4 separate regions of the Mus musculus genome follow, and regions 1, 2 and 4 are each linked to region 3. The links are chromatin contacts, called in public Hi-C and HiChIP or PLAC-seq maps. All regions are on one chromosome and are shown on one strand. Each heading gives the region's core, a stretch centred on a gene start, on an enhancer-like site or on the middle of the called end of the contact. The rest is flanking DNA. Distances are from core to core; before and after follow the strand shown. Region 1 overlaps Cds1 (CDP-diacylglycerol synthase 1). Region 2 overlaps Wdfy3 (WD repeat and FYVE domain containing 3). Region 3 holds the start of Wdfy3 (WD repeat and FYVE domain containing 3). Region 4 overlaps Wdfy3 (WD repeat and FYVE domain containing 3).

Region 1 (4,772 bases), core at 1,169-3,668, 250 kb after region 3:
AAGGAGAGCGATTTGGAGTTCTGTTCTTCCAGAGTGGCTTTCCTTTCCCCTGCTGATGGGGATAGCTTGAGCATCTCAGGGATTTTCTCTGTGCCCTTTGTACATGTTAGGAAACTGCAAGGGTTCTCCCTGCTCCTTTTTGGAGAACACTTATTATCAAAAGATGTGCTTGACTAAATGACCCACGCTGTGCGGATTCCACAAAGCTCACCATATCTATACATGAAGACACCAGGCTGTCAGAATGGCTATTGGTTTGAATTGTCTGGACCCTGTTTTCTTTGCAGCAGTTTCATGGGCTTCCAAATACATAGACCCTGAACTGAAGGGGATTCTCAAAGGTGTTCAGGTGGTGCCCCGTCTCCCATGAACCTGGGGTTTGCATGTCTCCACTCTGTCCACCCCCGCTGTGAGGTGTCTCCTCGTGTCTGTCTGAGTGGGGCAGAGAACTGTGAATTGCAGTGTTGTTGTGTCCAGAAGGACCCACTGTGCACGTAATGCCACCAGAGCACCACAGCCGAAGCAGCCGCTGGTTTTCAGCTCAGCAGCATCAGCCTGCGGACTGACCAGCTACTCCACATTGGACACCAATCAGAGTTCCCTCGTGTGTGAGCAGCAAGGGACAGTGAAGCTCACCTTAGGAGGAGGTAAGGTGACACTGTGGGGCGAGGAGCTGTCTAGAAGCCCAGTGCTTACAGAATGCTTTTTCTCCGATTAGAAAACAGCAGCGCAAAGTCAAAATACCATTGGATCTTTATTTTTCTATCCCAGTTTCAGTAAAAAGATTCAGAGGACTGATTGACACATATCATAAGCTCTACAGTATATATATCCACAGCGCTGAGGGCTGATAGACACATATAATAAACTCTCACCCCGTACAGTATATCCACACTGTCTCGACCTTTCTTCTCATCAGACCAGGTGTCGCCATGACCTCTGTTCAAAGTGCAAAGGGACAAAAGTGGGGGCAGCCTTTAATCTCGGACAGCAACTGTCTGTGTGAATCCACAAGGAAGACTAGGGAGAGCGCCCTGGTTCTCAGACATCACCATCCCAAAAGCTACCAGGTCAGACAGCAGTTCAAAGGTCGATTTTCCATCGATGGATCTCTGCTGTGGAGGGCCTTCCTGGTTGCCACTCATCCACCACTTCACTCCACTGGATGACGCCTGTTCCAGTGCAAATGGAACGCTGGTCACAGTCGCTCTCACGGTGGTTGTTTGCTATAGTCCACTTTAATGTACACGCTATAAAAAGTAGGCTAAAATGTTCATTACTAGAGTGTTGTTGTTAAAGAACTCGCTTGTTTTTATATGGCATAATGTACACCCAGCTCTAAAAGATCTAATTGAGAAGAGCTTTTATTGTAACCCCAGATAGTCCTAGTTTCATCCTTTGTGTTTAGAATATTGATTTTTAATACGTGTATTAAGTAATGCTTCCATAATTCTGCCTCGCAAGCCATGAGAGCATGGTGGGTAAGGAGAAGCCACCATGTCCTCAACCATCCTTTACCTCTGCAGACAGCCTGTTCCTGGACATGCTCCTACCACAAGGCTTCCCTCCATTTCTTTTGTGCCTGCAACTCATTTATGGTCAACATCTGGGGCGGGGCGGGGGGACACACAAAAGCAGGGGACACTGACATCAGCCACTGAGAGGGGATCTCCTAAGGTGACAGCGCTCCCCTGGCTTGTATGCAGAGGGCGTGGGCTGAATCCAGCGCAGGGTCACCAGTCACCTGGGGGCCAACAATGGTGTTCTCAGGACTGCTACTGATGCCTGTGGGCTCCTCCTCAGAACCCTAGCGCATCCACAGTGGGAAGGAAATATGGGTGATTTCTAACTTAAACAAAATATTTACTCTTTTCATTACCAAACTATCCTCTGCAGCATCTCCATTTCTCCCCCTCCAGGTCGTCTCTGCGGGTGACCGCGACATTTGGTTAAGTATGGCTGCAGAGCACACACAGCAACAGGAGATCCCCTAGTCCACTCACAGGGTCCGGCCCCACCTGCACAGGGGCAAGGTGTGGCATTTGTAGGCTTTCCTGCTTCATGGCTGCTGTTTCTGCTGTACTTTTATTCTTGGGTTCAGGAAGTGCAAGGTGACAGAGGTTAATTACCAGCAGGGGGCTGGCCTGGAGCTGGGTCTTTAGGGAAAACTCTCCTTTCCAGGTGGCTCCCCAGCCACCACCACACACCACTCATCCCTACCATCCCTGGTGAGGTATTTCTGGTGGAGGAGCCTCGTGCTGGGCTCGCCATGCAGGACCCACTCTGAGTCTCTTTTGCATCAGAAATGGATTCTGATAACTTCTTTTTCAACAAATCAACAGTGGTCTAAGCACCAGCCTCTAGCTTCTGATTTTGAAACTCCTTAACACCAGGGCGTTAACACTTGGCAGATGACTGCTACTCTGAAAGTAGGCGGCCCAGCCAAGGCGGAGCCCAAGAGTGGGGCACCTGCCTGGTGTGGACCGGACCCTGGGTTCTAGCCCAGTACCATGAACAAACAAACAAAAAGAAGAGAGAGAAAAGTGGACAATCGCTCTTTTTCTTTCTTTTTAATCTAACTCAGCCCTTCAGAAATGCTTGAGATCATTAGAGGAGGAAACCCCGAGACCTCGATTCCCAAGGTGCCTCCAGTGCATTCAGCTATGGCTACGCCAGGGCAGCACCAGGGCAAAGGTCAACACCCTACGAGGGCCTCAGTTGATAGTGTTTGACTCTTTAAAACGCAAGTCTACCTAAATCATGGAACCTGGCCAGTGAGGGCAGAGAACTTAACATTGGAAAATACATTTTAGAAAAGTACAGGATCTTTCACGGGTGGGCGACTGCTGCACTCACCTTAGACCACGTGTTTGTTAAATATTCACAGTAATTGTAAATTCAGAAAAAGAAACCTTTGTATCTGCAAAGCCTGCATCTACTGAGTTTTAGCCCCAGGCTGGCTCAGTGCACGGCTCCAGTCAGAGCTGGTCTGTGAGCTCCTCCTCAGCAGCCCGTCGTCCTCAAGGGCAGCTACACCTTCAAGGTGGGCTGCAGGATCCCTTTCTCGGTGAGATGAATCTTCAGGGTTCTGTAGATATTTAACTGCTGTTCTGGTTGAAGCACTAACAGCTGCTGGAGCACTTTGCTGGGATTCGGACCCCTGGTGATGAAGCAGAGAAGACCCGTTCACACACTGTTCACACACACCGTTCACACACACCGTTTGCACAGTGAGCACACACTCCCTCCCAAAAACCCAGCTTTAAGCGCTGAGCAGCCACCTTTACAGAAGTGAGACAGCTCTTCACAAGCTCCAGCTGGGCGTGTCCAGTGCTCAAGAGAGGGGAGCAAAGGGCCAGAGCCACTCACTGCACCTTGAGCTGCACGGAGGAAGCAGAGCTGAGGTCCACAGACATTCTCTCAATAGACAACAAACCTTCAGAGCAGCGGACACAGGGCCAACCATAGGAGACATGTGAAAAAACTTAAACTTGTAGCTTCAGAGAGACTTGCAGACCATGTAAGGTACTTTGCTGAAGAAATACCCTTAGGGAACCATGATCGGTCACCTGAGAGACAAAGCGCAAAAGTCCTCCACCAAAGTCCTACCTGGGATGACCACAGGTGCCAGGGTGTTCTTCAAAGTCCTTGGGAGACCAAGAAGCAGGCCAAGCCCTGACCTCCCAGCTCATCTGCTACAGCAGTCCACTCAAGGAAAAGGAGCCAGGGAACAGCTATGTCCCCGCCCATCACCCCTCTCTCCCAAGACTCCTGCTGCAGCCCTGCAGTATGCAACTCATCTGGGCTGCAAAGAGCTGGAGAATGCCCAGAAGGACTGCACCCCCACCCCCTGGCTGCTAGTAATTCTGTCATGGTCTTGGGAACCCAATGTCCCACAGGCTGGCTGAAGAGCCCAACACATTCGTAGATGTACAATTCTAAAACACTGCTTTATGAAATCACACAGACATGGTAGCTCACAACTGTAAGTGCAGCATTAGATATGCTGAGGCAGAAGAATTGCTATGACTTGGACTTCTCAGTGAGTTCCAGGTCAGTCTGGGATACAGGGTCTCAAATACACACACACACACCAAAACTTACCATCTTTATGTATAATTATAATCATTAAACCTTCCCCAGTGCACTTTTGGAGGAGCGCACATCTCTCTCTCTCTCTCTCTCTCTCTCTCTCTCTCTCTCTCTCTCTCTCTCTGTGTGTGTGTGTGTGTGTGTGTGTGTGTGAACAATGGTGAGCTCTAACTGGAAAATCCCATGTGTGAGCCATGGAGGGTAGCGTACACTAAGAACAGGTAAGTAAGTGACTTCTAACACAGACTTGTAAAACAGAATCCGAAGAACCGCCCTGCCCCTCCCAGCACTGAAGCAGTGGGATGAACACAGGCACAATTTACTCTGAAACCCTTTGGCTTACACAGTAGCACAGGGCAGCCGTCCCATGGGTCACCTTCATGTCTCCAAGCAAGCAGGCAGGGACCTGTGGCAGGTGCCCCTCACAGCCAGAGGCTACTCAAATTACAGCCCAGCTCCTCTTGCTGCTTTCCCCGGCACAGCTGGAGCAGCCTGCCTGCCTGCAGAGAGGGGAGCCATCCCAAGAAGTTATGCGACATGAAAAGTGACATCAGCAAGCACTTCCCACTAGCTGGATCCAAATAGGTCAAGGATCTGCTTTCAGGGCAGGGGCATGGCTCAGATGACCCCACTGCTGACCGCCGACTGCACAAGAGAGACTTCTTAAACAGAAGTGCAAA
Region 2 (4,259 bases), core at 1,037-3,536, 150 kb after region 3:
TGAAGTGATGGTTGACTGTGTATATGCAGAGTGAGGAGCATTCGTTGCACACCTGGGTGCCATGTGTGCAGCTCTGTGCCGCACACAGCAGCAACATCACAGTCACTTCGCCCATCATTCTCCTTCAAGGCATTCCGTGCATTTGTGTAAATAATTCCCTCCAACATACAGTCACCGACTCTGGAGTGCTATAGAACCTCAAACTCAAGGCACCCATGAAGATCTAACTAAAAGTTTGTAAACACGAACCCCGGGCTCACTCAGTTGCCTTTGTCCTGAATATAAAAACTACATAAAAAGAATTTTTATCATCTAACTTTTATCTTTTTAGTGAAGATATTTCATTGATTGGCACGTGGTTGATGGTAAATACTAATGGAATATAAGCGCTTGCTTTTAAATTTAATTATACAGTTTCTCGGTGTTCTTCATGGTGCCTTTCACAGCGCTGAGTTATCATCAGTATAATTCATCTCAAAGTTCTCATCGTGAGGGCTGGAGATCACATTTTGAAAGGCGAAGCCTTCCACCAGTTTGATAGCAAACAGATAATTGAAAAGCTCTCTTCCTCCCCTCCCCCCGCACTCCATTGGGGAACACTGCCTTTGCATTGAGACCCTTTGAGGCAGGCACTTTGGGGTGCCCCCTTGGTCACCTCACTGTTTGGCAGCCCTTTCATATACCCTCTGATCTCTTCTTACATCTTCCCTCTGAAATCAATGTCCTTTGGACTTGGTATCCATCTACTCTCCCTTGGAAGTAAAAACCATCACTCTTTGTTTATTGAGGGCCACTTGACCTTACCTCAGGAACCAAGAAAGCATTTTAAAAAAATCTGTCTGTGTTCTAAGCTTGGTGCTTGTATTTCCACACGCAGAGTGGAGTCTGCATTTAAATACTTGAGTATTCTGAGCAGGTCTTTAGCTGACATTTATTTATAAACCCACCTCTCCCTCTACTTCCTATCCTGACTGCTGACAACCCTCAGCTAATACGCTAGCTAGACGCCCGCGCGGCTAACCCTAACTGCAGCACTTTGCACCGGCTTACTGTTGTATGACAACCAGGTTCATCCCCGAAAATGAAACTCCCACACCGCTCCTGTTGGTTTATTTCTGAGATGTAAATTTCATTGTGAGCCCAAGGCTGGCCTGGGAATCCTGATCCTGTCTCCACTCCCTGTGCTGTAATGACCGGCATGCACCTCCCACCCCAACGTCACTCATTAGTGACCGAGGCCAGGCCCTCATGCATGGTAGGCAAGCACCCTAGAAGCCGAGCTATGTCCTACCTCTCTTGACATTTTTAAGTAATGGCCTCTTTAGTACTAGAGGATATTTACCGTTTTATTAGTAAGGAAGTGGAAGACACAAACCTCGGTTCTCTGCTCTGAATGTTTTTAGGGGGGGAGGGGTGTAATTTGTGCCACTGTAAATGTACACAAGTTGATACAGTGGTTGGTGATGTGATTTGCATGTGGGCCCCTCAGATCCAGCTTAGCAGTGAGCGCCTTTACCCAGAAGCCCTCTTGGCAGTGCTGATGTGCACGTCTTTTTGTGTGTGTGGAATGATTGAGACCAGGGCTCTGTACATGCTAAGCACATGCTGGCCCTGTGCTCTCTATGACATCCTTCACACCCCTCTGTCTGTAACTATGACTTCCTGAGGCCAGGTAAGTTCACTTCCTGTGTGGGCTTCTCCATTCTGTCTCTCACTGTCGTCTGCTCAGCTACAAACACTGAGAAAGGGTAGGACTGTGTTCTAGCCCAGGGGAAGAATAAAAATATGTGCAGCCTCGTGTCTGTCTCTGGATTTGACTCCCAGCACCACTAAGAACAACAAACCAATGGCAGAACATTAATTTTCAATTAGACAAATGTGAAAATGAAATTCATATAGCCCCATTGTTTCTTTTTTGTTGTAGTTGACCAAAATAGTTTATTGAATATGGAGATGGGAAGGATCTGGGATCCTTTGAGAGTGGGGGAGAGTTTAGAGGAAGAAAGGGAAAAGAGTAATGTTGTAATTAAATTACAACTTCAAAAATAAACAATAAAGAACTAAGAGGAGAAGGTATTATCTTACTGTTTACATGTGAATAAAGCTACTGTTTCTTAGCACAGTCTGGCTGGTGCTAAGCAGCAATCAGAGGGTAGAGTTAGGCAGTGCTGGCAGAGGAGGGTGTCTATTGGACAAGGTTCTCACAGGAAGCAAGAACTTGGAACAGCAGATAGTTTGTACCCAGTGCCACGCAGCAGGGCTCCCTGCAGCTGCTGTCCTGTGGTTCTGGCAGGATGATCACAGACCAGCAACTGGTTGTGGGATGCGCAGGATGCTGCCTCTGTGTCACGGACTATCTGAATCTGCTGATCTAGAAATCTGTGATCCAGCACAGGGACAGTGTGGGCAAGCACGCTCACGTCCTTCCCCTCTGTCTTATTTAGTTGATGATTTCAGTGAAGAGTCCTCTTTCTATGAGATCCTCCCGTGCTGTGCCCGCTTCCGGTGTGGAGAGCTGGTAGTGGAGGGACAGTGGCACCACCTGGCTCTGCTCATGAGCAGAGGCATGCTGAAGAACAGCACCGCGGCCCTCTACCTCGACGGGCAACTGGTCAGCACCGTCAAGGTAAGCATGCTGTACCCCGAAACACCAGCGCTCGGTCTTCACCTGGGTGCGGAGAGTCCAGGCTAGGTTCTCACTCTTGAGCAGCAGCAGCCACTGTATCTATATCTGCAGCCTTCTGCTGACAGAATGGGGGATGAGCATTCATGGAGAACTCCACACTCTAGTTTCAGGAGCAGCTGGGAGAGGGGAAGTACTAAACAGTCTCTTCTGAATAAAGATATTGTCACAGGTGAATGTCCCCAAACCTAATGTCCAAAATACTCCAAACTCTAAAGCTGTCTTAGTGCCAGCATCTGTCATAAAACAATCTGCACATTTCGACGTATTCTAAATTTTATATTTTCAGAGTGCTAAAGATTTCACAGGCGTTCCAGGGGCTGGAAGATGCTGTAAAGTACTTTTTCTGGTCCTCAGCACTGTAGACCAGGCTATAAGCTGTACTTAATATCTACAGAACTTGGCGTGGTTAAAATTCCTTAACCTCTGTAAGACAGTATCCATCTTAGACTGATAGTGCTATTTTTTCAAATGGGTCTTTTGTGTAAAATCAGCTGTGAATGATTTTCCTTTCCTAAAAGTACTGATGTTTTATTGTGATGTTATATGCTAAGGTAAGTGCTAAAATATCCCATTGCAGTGTCCATTGATTTCTTTGTAATATATGTGTGTGTGTGATAGATAGATAGACAGACAGACAGACAGACAGACAGACAGACAGATGATATATAGACAGATAGGTATGTAGGTTGGTAGATTAATAGATTAATTAATTGATTGACAATTGATAGACAATTGATAGATGATAGGTAGATATGCAGATAGATAGACATGTAGGTAGATAGATAAATAGATGATAGATAGGTATGCAGGTAGGTAGATTGATAGATAATTGATAGATGATAGGTAGATATAGATAGATAGATAGATAGATAGATAGGTAGGTAGGTAGGTAGGTAGATAGATAGATAGATAGATAGATAGATAGATAGATAGATAGATAGTTGAATACACACATGCACACACACACATATACACACACACACATACTGTGAGTAATCAGGGGTAGTATTACATGAAGATCTTCACCACTATGCTTGAAACAACCCTGGGACCATTCTTTAATATACATAAAATAATAGATGTGATCTGAAGTTGACTGATGTTGATGAAGAAACAACTCAATGGAAATGGCCTCCCCTGTGACAGAGGCCACCTTCACAAGCAGTAACTCAGTTTCTCATCTCACAGCCTGCCTAAATATATATTTATTTAACATGGGTTGGTTGATAATTGAGTTGTCTCATCAGTAAATATAAGTGTTTTCAACTCTAAGAATGTCAGTTAACCATGCCTCTCTTGTATTGAGGTAATATACATGCATATAAACCATGCACTTGACTTTTGTAACTCGAGATACTTTAAGTTAGCAGGCTCACATCTCAGGTGGTTATCGTAGAACTGTGAACACCTCCTTTGCAGAGAAGCGTCATGAATACAAGGAGACTGCAGTGAGCAAGTGACGTCGTCCCTGTATACAACTGTTACCGTTTTTAGATATAGTTTACTTGGTGAGAACTTGATGGCAGATCTAGCCACACTGCCACACTGAGTGCCCAGTTACAGACCCTACGGT
Region 3 (4,498 bases), core at 24-2,523:
TTTTTTTAAAAGGGGTTGTTCTGACCTACTCTTTCAGAATTGAGTAACATTTACATTTTTATTCTGTAGCCTGCCCCTGGTCTCTTCCCTTCCCTGACTGTCTCCCTGGCCTCCAACTCTGGACAATTCTTCTATCCTCCTGAGGGACCCCCCAACCTCATCCAACAGCAGCCCCACCCAGCACAGGCCTTACAGGCATGGCTCTCCACACCTGGGGAAAGGTGCTTTGTCCTGCCAGCGGGTGCCTGGGAACAGCAGGAACAGGGGCCCCCACACGGAACAGCTGCTGAATCTTGTAGCAAACAGTGGAGTAAATCGGTACAACTGGATCCAATTCCAAACACAAACTGGCTTAAAAAAAGGAAACAGCAAGTCCAAATTACTTCGGCTTTTTTTTTTTTTTTTTCTTTTTTAGAGGAAATCCTAAAACTGCTGTAGATTGCAGTGTTGGGAAAACAAGCTCGTGTTTCCAGTTTCTGTACCACTACTTCCCCACTCTGAGCTGTTCAACTCAAGGAGTTCAAGCATTCATGCTGACTCAGTTTTGTCCCCACCGTCAGAACAGAAGTATGACCCAAACGGTACGCTGGGCGGACTAGGAACAGAGACAAGCTGATGTCCGCTTGGCTGTTTCAAGTTTACCAATCCATACTCATTTAGTGCAAACATTGTGTTGGTCAGGTCTATGGAGGTACAAAGAATGACCTTTCCAGAAAGGGCAAACCTAAAATCTCAGCAGAAGGTCTCAAGGTCACTGACCCAGGACAACCCTGGAGACTGGAAACTCCTGGGTCCTGATCCGCACCGGAGGAGGTGGGGGTTCGAGGCCGCGTAGTGAAAGAGCTAGCGTGGGCAGTTCTTTTGTACTCCAGCTGGAGTAAAATGAACGCAGGCTCGCGTGTTTTCATCGCTGGTGACAGCATCCAGCAATGGGAGTAGGGCTCAGGGGCGCGCAGCGGTGCTTTCTCAGCAGGGTCCCCCGAGAAGCCGGAGGAGGGGGTGAGCGCTGCGCCAGAGGACCCGGGAGCCCGGAGGCGAGGGCAGGGGGCGCGGGGCGCGGGGCGCGGACTGGGCTGCGCGCCTGTCCAGGGTGCCGGCAAGCAGGAGCCGCGGCGAGGGAAGGAAGTAGGAAAGAGGAAGGAAAGGCGGGAGGGGCCGGCCGCGCGGCTGCAGTTTCTGCGGCCGGCCTGGTAGGAGGAGCGGGAGGAGCGGGAGGAGGATCCCGAGCCGTCCGTCAGCGGGCGCGGGAGGTGGGGAGAGCGGGAGGAGGAGGAGGATTAAAGATGGCCACCAGCAGCTGCGGGAGACGGCCACCAGCCCTCACTTTCCGGGATGTTCCCCGCGGCCCGGCCCGGCCTTGATGGAGAGGAGCAGCCCGTGCAGTGCCGAGGCTGAGGCGGCGGCGGGGACCCGGCGAGGGAGAAGACGCGGCGGAGCAGGGACCCAGGCGGGAGAAGGGAGCGGCGGCGGCGTCGCTGCCCTGGCTGCCTAGCACGGCTGCCGCCCCGGCCCCGCAGCTCGCGGACTGCAGCGGGCGCTCGGCCCCGGCCCGGCCTGGGGGGACTCCCGGGCCCCACGCCTGGGCCCGCGCGTCCGCGGTGAGTGCTGCCTGCCCGCTCGCCGGCTCGCCCGCGGCGCGCTTTGTTCCTGCGGGGCGGAGGCGCTGTCCGCGCGGGGACAGGCCGCGGCCCAGCCGCTCCCCCACCCGCGTCCTCCTCCGGGCCTGGAGAGGGCGCCGTCGGCGGCTGGTCCCAGGCGGCCGGCGGAGGGGCGTGCGGGGGCCTCGGGGATGGGGAGGCGGGGGCAAGGCGACCGCAGGTCCGGGAGGGCGGGGGCGTAACCCGGCGGCGCCCGGGGTAGGTGGGGGTCATGCCGGTCCCCTCGGGAGGACCCTCCCGGTGCCCATTCCCGGACCCCCCAGCCCCCACCCGCGCGCGCCCGGGCGCAGCGGAGCGCGGCCTCCATCCCTCGGGCGCCGTCTCCAGGGCCGCGGGCCTCTCCTGGCTCATCCCTCTACGCTCTGAGCTGCAAACCCTTCCCTGTGGAAGGGACCTGGGATGCTTCTGTCCTGCATCGGGGATGTGGTGGCATCACCGACATTCGCGGTTATGGCGGGGTTGAAAAGGCAGCGGTGACCTTTCCGACCAGAGCCCTCTGGACCATGGTCGCATCGGAGGTGCTGCGTTCCATTGATTTTTTGACTCTTGAATCGGAGAGACAGATGATGAGTTCTTCCTTTGTAGAAATAATAGGATAGAATCAGATCAAGCAGATGTTTACCGAATGCATGGATTTTCAGTACCTCACCAATGGCTAAGTGTTTTTTCTGTGGGAAAAATGGTGCTTATGCATACGAAAAACTATTTTTGTTCACTAATAGCTATGGGTTGGTCAGTACCAAGTGGTTATTATGGTGTCTGAAAACCCAACAAAAAAAGAAAAACAAAACCCTTGCGTCGAGACAGCAGATTCCAGGCTGGCCTCTATCAAGCAGGTTTAGATCAGTTTTCACTGTCAGGATGTAAAGCAAGTAAAAATAACAAAACAATGAAAAATGTACTTATTTACAGGAAAATGGGATGTGGTATTAGTGTAGAGTCTAGGAGAAAGACTATAGTCTGTTAGTGTATAGATCTAGTCAAAGTAAATCCCTCTTTAAATAAAACTGTCATCATGGGACCCTGCTGTGTAAGAATTAGCTTGATATGCATTTAATGTTTAAAAAAAATCTGTATTTCATTAGGTTTGAGAACTAAAACTTTGAGCAGTTCTGCCTCAAGCAACTAGAAATACAGGTTTTTAAATAGTTTCTCTTTTCCTTAGTTGAAATCTATTCATGTAAAAATATGCTTCTCACAAAAATTTCTCTACAAATGTGCTATGAGTTAAGGAACATGAGGCTTTGAAGTAACTTGGAAAGACATGAAAGAAAGTTAAACCGTAGTGTAATATTCCAGGATCAGATTCTGTACTCTGAGGATGCTGAACTCCACAAGTCTTCACTGTTTACCTCTGGTGTCCTAAATATCACCAAGGTGCTGCATTCAGTGGGGTCTTAGAATTTCTAGAAATTATCCTCAGAATGTAGCCTACATCGGGGCTCCCCCACCCCCATTTGATCTGGAACCACAAAAGATGGTAAACAACTGGGTATCGTAGTTTAAAAAGAGTAAATATCCTACCTGGGTATGGTGACTCATACCTGTTGGCCAGGTACTGGGAGGCTGAGAAGAGCGTGAACGTCTAAGTCTTGTAGATGCAGGCAAGTCTGAGGAAAAAAAATTAGTTTGTGTACTTTCCACCTGTCTCTGTCTAATGCTTGTGATGGAGAGTGTATCAGAGTACCACGGAAAGATGGAGAGGATCCCAGGATAGCATGCATGTAAAGTATTCATCCGTGTATTCTCATTCAGACACGGGGAAGATGCTGATCCCATTGTACAGATGGGGAATTAGGCAACTTTAGGGAAAGTCTAGGACCCAGATTGCCTAAGTTTAGAGCCAGTGATGATCAATGTTTTAGGATACCAATTAGATGTGAAGACCGGAATGGCATGGCATTTTGGAGTCATGGGCTTTCAGTGCAGAGGGCTCAGTGACGGGCTTGCTGGGGTGACCCAGGTATGCACACAGCTCTGCAGCCACACCCCAAAGCTCTTCTCGCTGCATCCCCCTCCCCAACCACCCACCCTCTAGTGTTATTGTTTTCTGTGATTCCAATGGCACAGACCCTTGCGTTTCCATCATGACTGTTGTGTAGAATCTGCTTGTCTGGCGTCTGCTCTGAGTCCCAGCCCCTTCTGCACAGCGGATACTTTTCTCGCCCACAGCACCATTCACAAATTAATGGCCGATTTGGTTTTTTTCAGGTTGGGTTTACTCAGGAATCATCTCCATGTAGTGACGCTTTATCTGAATGTGCAGTTGGGTGGTCTGTCTTACAGACAAGCAGAGGCCATTCATACTTCCCTAGGAAGGCCCTTCATGGCCCTTTGCTTAGTCCTCAGATCCTTGGCAACCATTAATGTCCTCTGTGGAACACCGTCCAGATGCCTCGTGGTGCAGAATGTTGCCTTTTGTGCCTTCGTGCGTTTAGTGTAATGCCTGTGCCATAGAGCAGTGGTATAGCCACGGGCTGGTAAATGGTAACAACTGTGGCAGTTGTTCTAGGGTAACAGTCACCATGGCCTATATTAAGCTTCATTAAACAACATGAGAAAGTTCTGAGAACTCACCCAAGGGCTCTGTATAGCTGGTACCAACCAGCTCCAGCAAGCACTGAGTTTCCTTTTACCGCTATAGCACTAGGACTCTTTAGCATGGTCCTACTTTTTGTCTATTCATGATTGATACAGATTTTGGTTAGTTATGAGTATTATGAGCTATTTTAACCTTCAGCATACAGGTCTGGTTTTCTTGACTCAATATGCAGAGGTGGGACTTTAAGGTCCTATCATGAGCATCAGTGTGCTTTTATCCACCAGACCACTTAGCACGC
Region 4 (4,545 bases), core at 862-3,361, 220 kb after region 3:
GCAGTACTTTGAAGCTTATGTGCGAATGTTGTGGCCTGAGGACTTTAAACAGCTTTCTGGGCTTGCTCAGCATTCCTCTAGATGGCAGAGCTGCTCGGCACAGCAGGGCTACACCGTGGCAAGACCGTGCTCCCTGATATCTTTAGGGTCATAGACAGTAACCATGCAATCCTAATTTCTTTTTTTGGGGGGGGGGCGGGGTTATATAATAATTGCACTTGGTCCATACACCTTTTTAAATTGCAGATCCTCAATACCATCTAAATAGGAGTTTGTGGCAAAAGACTAGAAGCCCAGCTTATAGTCTCTGCTTTGGGACCCATATTCAGTACATGATCACATTGGAAGAGTGGAATGAAATCCAAGCCAGTTGCGGCTGATATTCCCTCTTCCTTCAAAGATCTGGGTCACTATTTCCCTTCCCTCCAAGAATAATGTGAAGGTGGAAAGGAACAGCTAGACTATCACCCCATCCTTGTCCTGAGCATCCAACTCTATATTTGTAAGCCTGTCTGTCTGCTGATACAAGTAGAAGTGTGGAGTCTGCTAGGTGACCATCACGCCATGCTGTTGTAACTGGCCTGGTTTCTTGCTGTTGTCTTTTGCAGGCTCTCCTTGGCCACACTGATACTGTCACCTGTGCCACAGCATCCCTGGCCTACCACATAATTGTCAGCGGGTCCCGGGACCGAACCTGCATCATCTGGGACCTGAACAAACTGTCATTCCTAACCCAGCTCCGCGGCCACCGAGCTCCCGTCTCCGCTCTTTGCATTAATGAGCTAACAGTGAGTAGTGGGTTGAGGAAGCGTATTGCCAAACCAATGGCAAACTGTGTGTTTCCTAAGTCAACAGACATCCACTGTAGGTGCCACTGCCTTCTGCTCGGTTAATAAGTTGCTTGAAAAGCAAATGGGTGTTAAGTTTTTTAACCCAGGCAACATTTTTTCCCCTGAAAATCCATTCACGGCTGCGCACTTTAAAGAGAGCGAGAGTCGATGAAAATAAAACATCGTAGAGTACGCTTCTCTAGTGATGAGATCGTGGGGCTAATTAAGAGTGTAAGAGTTCTGTTGAAGTTTTTAGTGACAATACAGCCAAAGTGCTCACTTACCATGTACAGCAAAAGTATAGAGTTTGCAGTAGCTGTTAGGGTAGCCCCGTCTGTCTGTCTTCTCAGTCACTGAAGAGATGATAGCACACCTCAGCTTATCATCCTCTTACCCCTCTGGTCTCGGTGTTTGAGTCTTTATGTCAAAGTTAGTTGAGGGCTCAATTCTCCAATGAGAAGCAGGAATACGTTCTGGTCATACCCAGAAGTCACAATCCTAATTAGAATGGTCCCTCTCACCCGTGGGTGACACAGCTTCTCAGAGGGGAGGTGCCCAGCAGGGACTCAGCTCTGACTTCCTGAAGAAGCTTCTAATGGAGACCTGTAAATCCGCACTGAATTCCAGGTCACCTCCCATCATGCAGCAGTAGTCAGAGGACTGACAGGTTGTGACAGCTAGACCTGTGCTATGAAGCTCAGACTCCCCTTCTTCTTGTCAGGGGGACATTGTGTCCTGCGCAGGCACGTACATCCACGTGTGGAGCATCAATGGGAATCCCATCGTGAGTGTGAACACATTCACGGGCCGGAGCCAGCAGATTGTCTGCTGCTGCATGTCCGAGATGAACGAGTGGGACACGCAGAATGTCATCGTGACAGGACACTCAGATGGAGTGGTCCGGGTAAGTCCACCTGAGAGAGAAAGCTACACACTACCCACATGCATATTCATATGTACACACAGAAGACCACTCTCAGGCTGGTCCCCTGAAACATAATGCAACATACCATTTTGGCTACGTTTTGTGTGGTGAGCATCTCAGAAGAGACAATGCGCATACTACCTCTGTAGTCCCTCACATGGTTGGGTTTCTCTCAGGAGATTTCTTTTTCTTTGTAGCTATATATTTTCCCCCTCTTAGGCCTGTTATCCTTAACTGTGCCCTTTGTCAAAGCTGGGTGACTAATCACCCTCCTTAATTACAGGCCCAAGCTTAGAGACAATGAAGCTGACTCCACGCCCGAGTCACATGCTGTGGCTCAGCCTGCAGGCCTGCAGGGACACACCCTGCCTGCAGTCCTGCAGGGACACACCCTGCCTGTAGTCCTTGAGGCAACAGTTCCCACTGCTAAATGTCTAAGACAGTTTGCACTCATCACGCAGGACCTTGAGAGGTTCTGAAGGAAATGGAGGTTTCCCTGTGCAGTTATCTAGTTCAGTTACCGTTCTGTTTCTGTGGAGGCGCCATGATCGAGGCGACCTATAGAAGATAGCATTTAGTTGGGGGTCTTACAGTTTCAGAGGGTGAGTTCGTGGTCGTCATGGCGGGGAGCTTGGCGGCAGGCAGGCAGGGCACAAGAGCAGTCGCTGAGAGCTTACCTCTTATCCTCAAGTTGAAGTCAGGAAGCAAAGGGTAAAGGGAAGAAGGAAGGAGGCAGAGCGAGCCTGGGCTGTGGAAGCTTGTGAAACCTCAGAGCCCCCTCCCCCACCTCCATCCCTACCCCCATCCCCAGTGACCCACCTCTGCCAGCAAGGCCACACCTCTTGATCTTCCTAAGCAGTCCACCAGCTGGGACTCAAACATGCTCACTCAGCCCACCACGCTGATCATGATTTTAAACTTGCCTGGCCAGGGTCCTTTCCCTCTGGGAGGGACAGCTACCATGTGAGGCAGCTGGCCTCACGGATTCGGAAATCCCAATTTAAGCGGTGGTCAGTGGACTCACCCACCTAACCCTCAGAGCACACCTTCCTGAGCTAATGTGTTTGCTGTATCCTGTCATGTCCACATTATTTCCCCGCAGTTCTGGAGAATGGAATTCCTGCAGGTTCCTGAAACACCAGCTCCTGAGCCTGTGGAAGACCTGGAGATGCAGGAGGGCTGCCCAGAAGCACAGATAGGTACTTGACAAGCACGGAGTCATTTCATGTATTTATTAGATCAACATGGAAAAGCTCCGACCGAGCAGCTGAAACAGGCAAGGCTGCACACATAGCACTGTCGCCGCCACCCTGTGGGCATGTGTGCCAGCTTCACTCCAGGTCACCAAAGCCCACCCTCTGAGCTGTGCAAGCTGAATACAGGAGTGCTTTCCCCACGGTTCAAGGGCCTGCGACTCAGTTCTGTGGGGTGCAGGGTTGGGTGAGTCAGGCAGCCCCTCACCTCAATTCTAGAGCTGCTGTTCCCAGCTCATGAGATGCATTGTGGGATGGAGACAGGAGACTGCCAGGCTCTTAAATTGCTTACAGGCCAAACATCAGTACTCACCCCACCCGATCCTGCTCACGTGGGCCATTAATTCCAACTGAAGACCGTTATCTGCTATTTCTGAAGCACTTTAAATTTCCAGTTAAAGCAGAGCCAGGTGTCTTCCCTACAGAATGACTGGGGACAGCACCATAGAGGCAGCAGCGTCCTGCCCTGTGTTGGTGACCCTCCCTGGCCTGGCACTAGTGACTTGCCGGAAAGAATCAGTTTTCAGCTTGCTGAATAACATAAGGAGCTCCTGCATAGAAAGGCGCATTCTCAGAAGGGCACAGCTCCTCTCGGTAAACTCCGAGTGCCTGCTTTCTGTGCCAGAAAGAGAAATCCATAGGCAGCACGTTTTAATGCTTGCACTGTGTTTGATGTAAATCCCCACAGGCGCAATTGTAGCTTCAGAAGAGGTTGTCTGAAGTGTTGGTAGGAAGAGCGTAACTGTTGGTCACCTGCTTTATCCAAGGCATTGGATGATGGAGTCCCCTGAAATGAGTCACCTTTCTATATAGTGAATGACTAAAGCAGATGAGATTAGTGGGGTGGGAGGAGGGCAGGACTCAGAGCGTTGAGACAGCGAGTGCCATCTTCCGCGTGCATGCATACTGTGGCCATTTTGCAAAAGGGCAAAGTCCACGGAGAAGGACTGTGTACTGGAGATGAGACTGAAGGGCAGCCTGCCTCATTGCAGATCAAAGCTGTCCCTTGGCAGCTTTCGGTTCCACTTGCTCACACTTTTCCCTGGGGATCCCTCCTTTGAGAGATGTTTGAAGGTGGTAGGGAACTGTGGGGAGCGTGAAATGACAGTGGGAAGATTCAGCATCAAAACTTACACAAGTCACTGTCTTAGAAGTCACGTGGCTACTCAGTGCATGAACGAGGCTCATGTTTGTTCCCCAGCACCACACACATGCATGTGCATGTTCATACACACACACACACACACACACACACACACACACACACACACACACACACACACTCTGGAATGTGCATGGACAAGGTTCATGTTTGTTCTCCCCTCTGCCAGTGTAAAGAGTGCAGAGAAGAACACAGGATACCAAGAGGCATGGTGGGCGTTTGGGAGAGGGAGGCGGTGCTTTGAGTTGAAGGAGTTGGGTAAGATTTTAGACTGTGAGGTGTCGGCAAAGACAGGTAACACCAGTGCGCACACGCTTTGGGAAGACAAGTTCAAATAGAGTCACTGCTTGCAGTGCTGCGGACCTACTGTGAGGG

Evidence for each region. Hi-C and Micro-C count contacts between places; a contact is called where the count stands out from the background. HiChIP or PLAC-seq counts read pairs in DNA pulled down with a chosen protein or histone mark.
Region 1: a contact with region 3 is called in an H3K27ac HiChIP or PLAC-seq map of embryonic stem cells, with 5 times the contacts expected there. The contact joins the enhancer-like site here to the promoter of Wdfy3 in region 3. A contact is called at or near these places in 11 of 39 promoter capture datasets (the 3T3-L1 cell line, 3T3-L1-derived adipocytes, the C10 cell line and 5 more), 3 of 15 datasets of contacts at CTCF or cohesin (embryonic stem cells, large pre-B cells and pro-B cells), 17 of 484 Hi-C or Micro-C datasets (the 63-12 cell line, B cells, the Ba/F3 cell line and 8 more), 16 of 115 datasets of contacts at active chromatin or transcription factors (bone marrow-derived macrophages, cardiomyocytes, differentiating embryonic stem cells and 6 more) and 2 of 9 other capture datasets (adipose tissue and liver).
Region 2: a contact with region 3 is called in a Hi-C map of cortical glia, with 2.6 times the contacts expected there. The contact joins the enhancer-like site here to the promoter of Wdfy3 in region 3. A contact is called at or near these places in 16 of 39 promoter capture datasets (the 3T3-L1 cell line, 3T3-L1-derived adipocytes, the C10 cell line and 10 more), 17 of 484 Hi-C or Micro-C datasets (the AML12 cell line, B cells, the HPC-5 cell line and 14 more), 20 of 115 datasets of contacts at active chromatin or transcription factors (the NIH/3T3 cell line, bone marrow-derived macrophages, cardiomyocytes and 14 more) and 3 of 9 other capture datasets (adipose tissue, liver and pancreatic islet).
Region 4: an H3K27ac HiChIP or PLAC-seq map of embryonic stem cells shows a contact between it and region 3, with 4 times the contacts expected there. The contact joins the enhancer-like site here to the promoter of Wdfy3 in region 3. A contact is called at or near these places in 11 of 39 promoter capture datasets (the 3T3-L1 cell line, the C10 cell line, the HPC-7 cell line and 5 more), 2 of 15 datasets of contacts at CTCF or cohesin (embryonic stem cells and pro-B cells), 12 of 484 Hi-C or Micro-C datasets (the N1E-115 cell line, bone marrow-derived macrophages and embryonic stem cells), 23 of 115 datasets of contacts at active chromatin or transcription factors (the NIH/3T3 cell line, bone marrow-derived macrophages, cardiomyocytes and 12 more) and 3 of 9 other capture datasets (adipose tissue, liver and pancreatic islet).

The regions. Positions count from the first base shown.
Region 1 is chr5:101,819,822-101,824,593 of GRCm38.p6, reverse strand. It overlaps Cds1 (CDP-diacylglycerol synthase 1), which reads right to left. Exons shown (of 13, transcript NM_173370.3): 13 at 742-3,160. The coding sequence ends at 3,031. Among named protein-coding and RNA genes, the nearest start is that of Gm20548, 4.0 kb to the left of the region's middle. Within about 2 kb of position 2,418, at least 11 of the 459 cell types and tissues checked have an H3K27ac peak or open chromatin away from gene starts, as enhancers often do. A contact at or near this core is called in embryonic stem cells, where this site is marked.
Region 2 is chr5:101,917,763-101,922,021 of GRCm38.p6, reverse strand. It overlaps Wdfy3 (WD repeat and FYVE domain containing 3), which reads left to right. Exons shown (of 67, transcript NM_172882.3): 22 at 2,445-2,626. Among named protein-coding and RNA genes, the nearest start is that of Gm42135, 28 kb to the left of the region's middle. Within about 2 kb of position 2,286, at least 16 of the 459 cell types and tissues checked have an H3K27ac peak or open chromatin away from gene starts, as enhancers often do. A contact at or near this core is called in cerebral cortex, cortical glia, muscle stem cells and 1 more, where this site is marked.
Region 3 is chr5:102,066,696-102,071,193 of GRCm38.p6, reverse strand. It overlaps Wdfy3 (WD repeat and FYVE domain containing 3), which reads left to right and starts at 1,273. Exons shown (of 67, transcript NM_172882.3): 1 at 1,273-1,598.
Region 4 is chr5:101,845,512-101,850,056 of GRCm38.p6, reverse strand. Wdfy3 (WD repeat and FYVE domain containing 3) reads left to right here. Exons shown (of 67, transcript NM_172882.3): 61 at 609-788; 62 at 1,552-1,734; 63 at 2,858-2,954. Among named protein-coding and RNA genes, the nearest start is that of Gm20548, 22 kb to the right of the region's middle. Within about 2 kb of position 2,111, at least 46 of the 459 cell types and tissues checked have an H3K27ac peak or open chromatin away from gene starts, as enhancers often do. A contact at or near this core is called in the N1E-115 cell line, embryonic stem cells and extraembryonic endoderm stem cells, where this site is marked.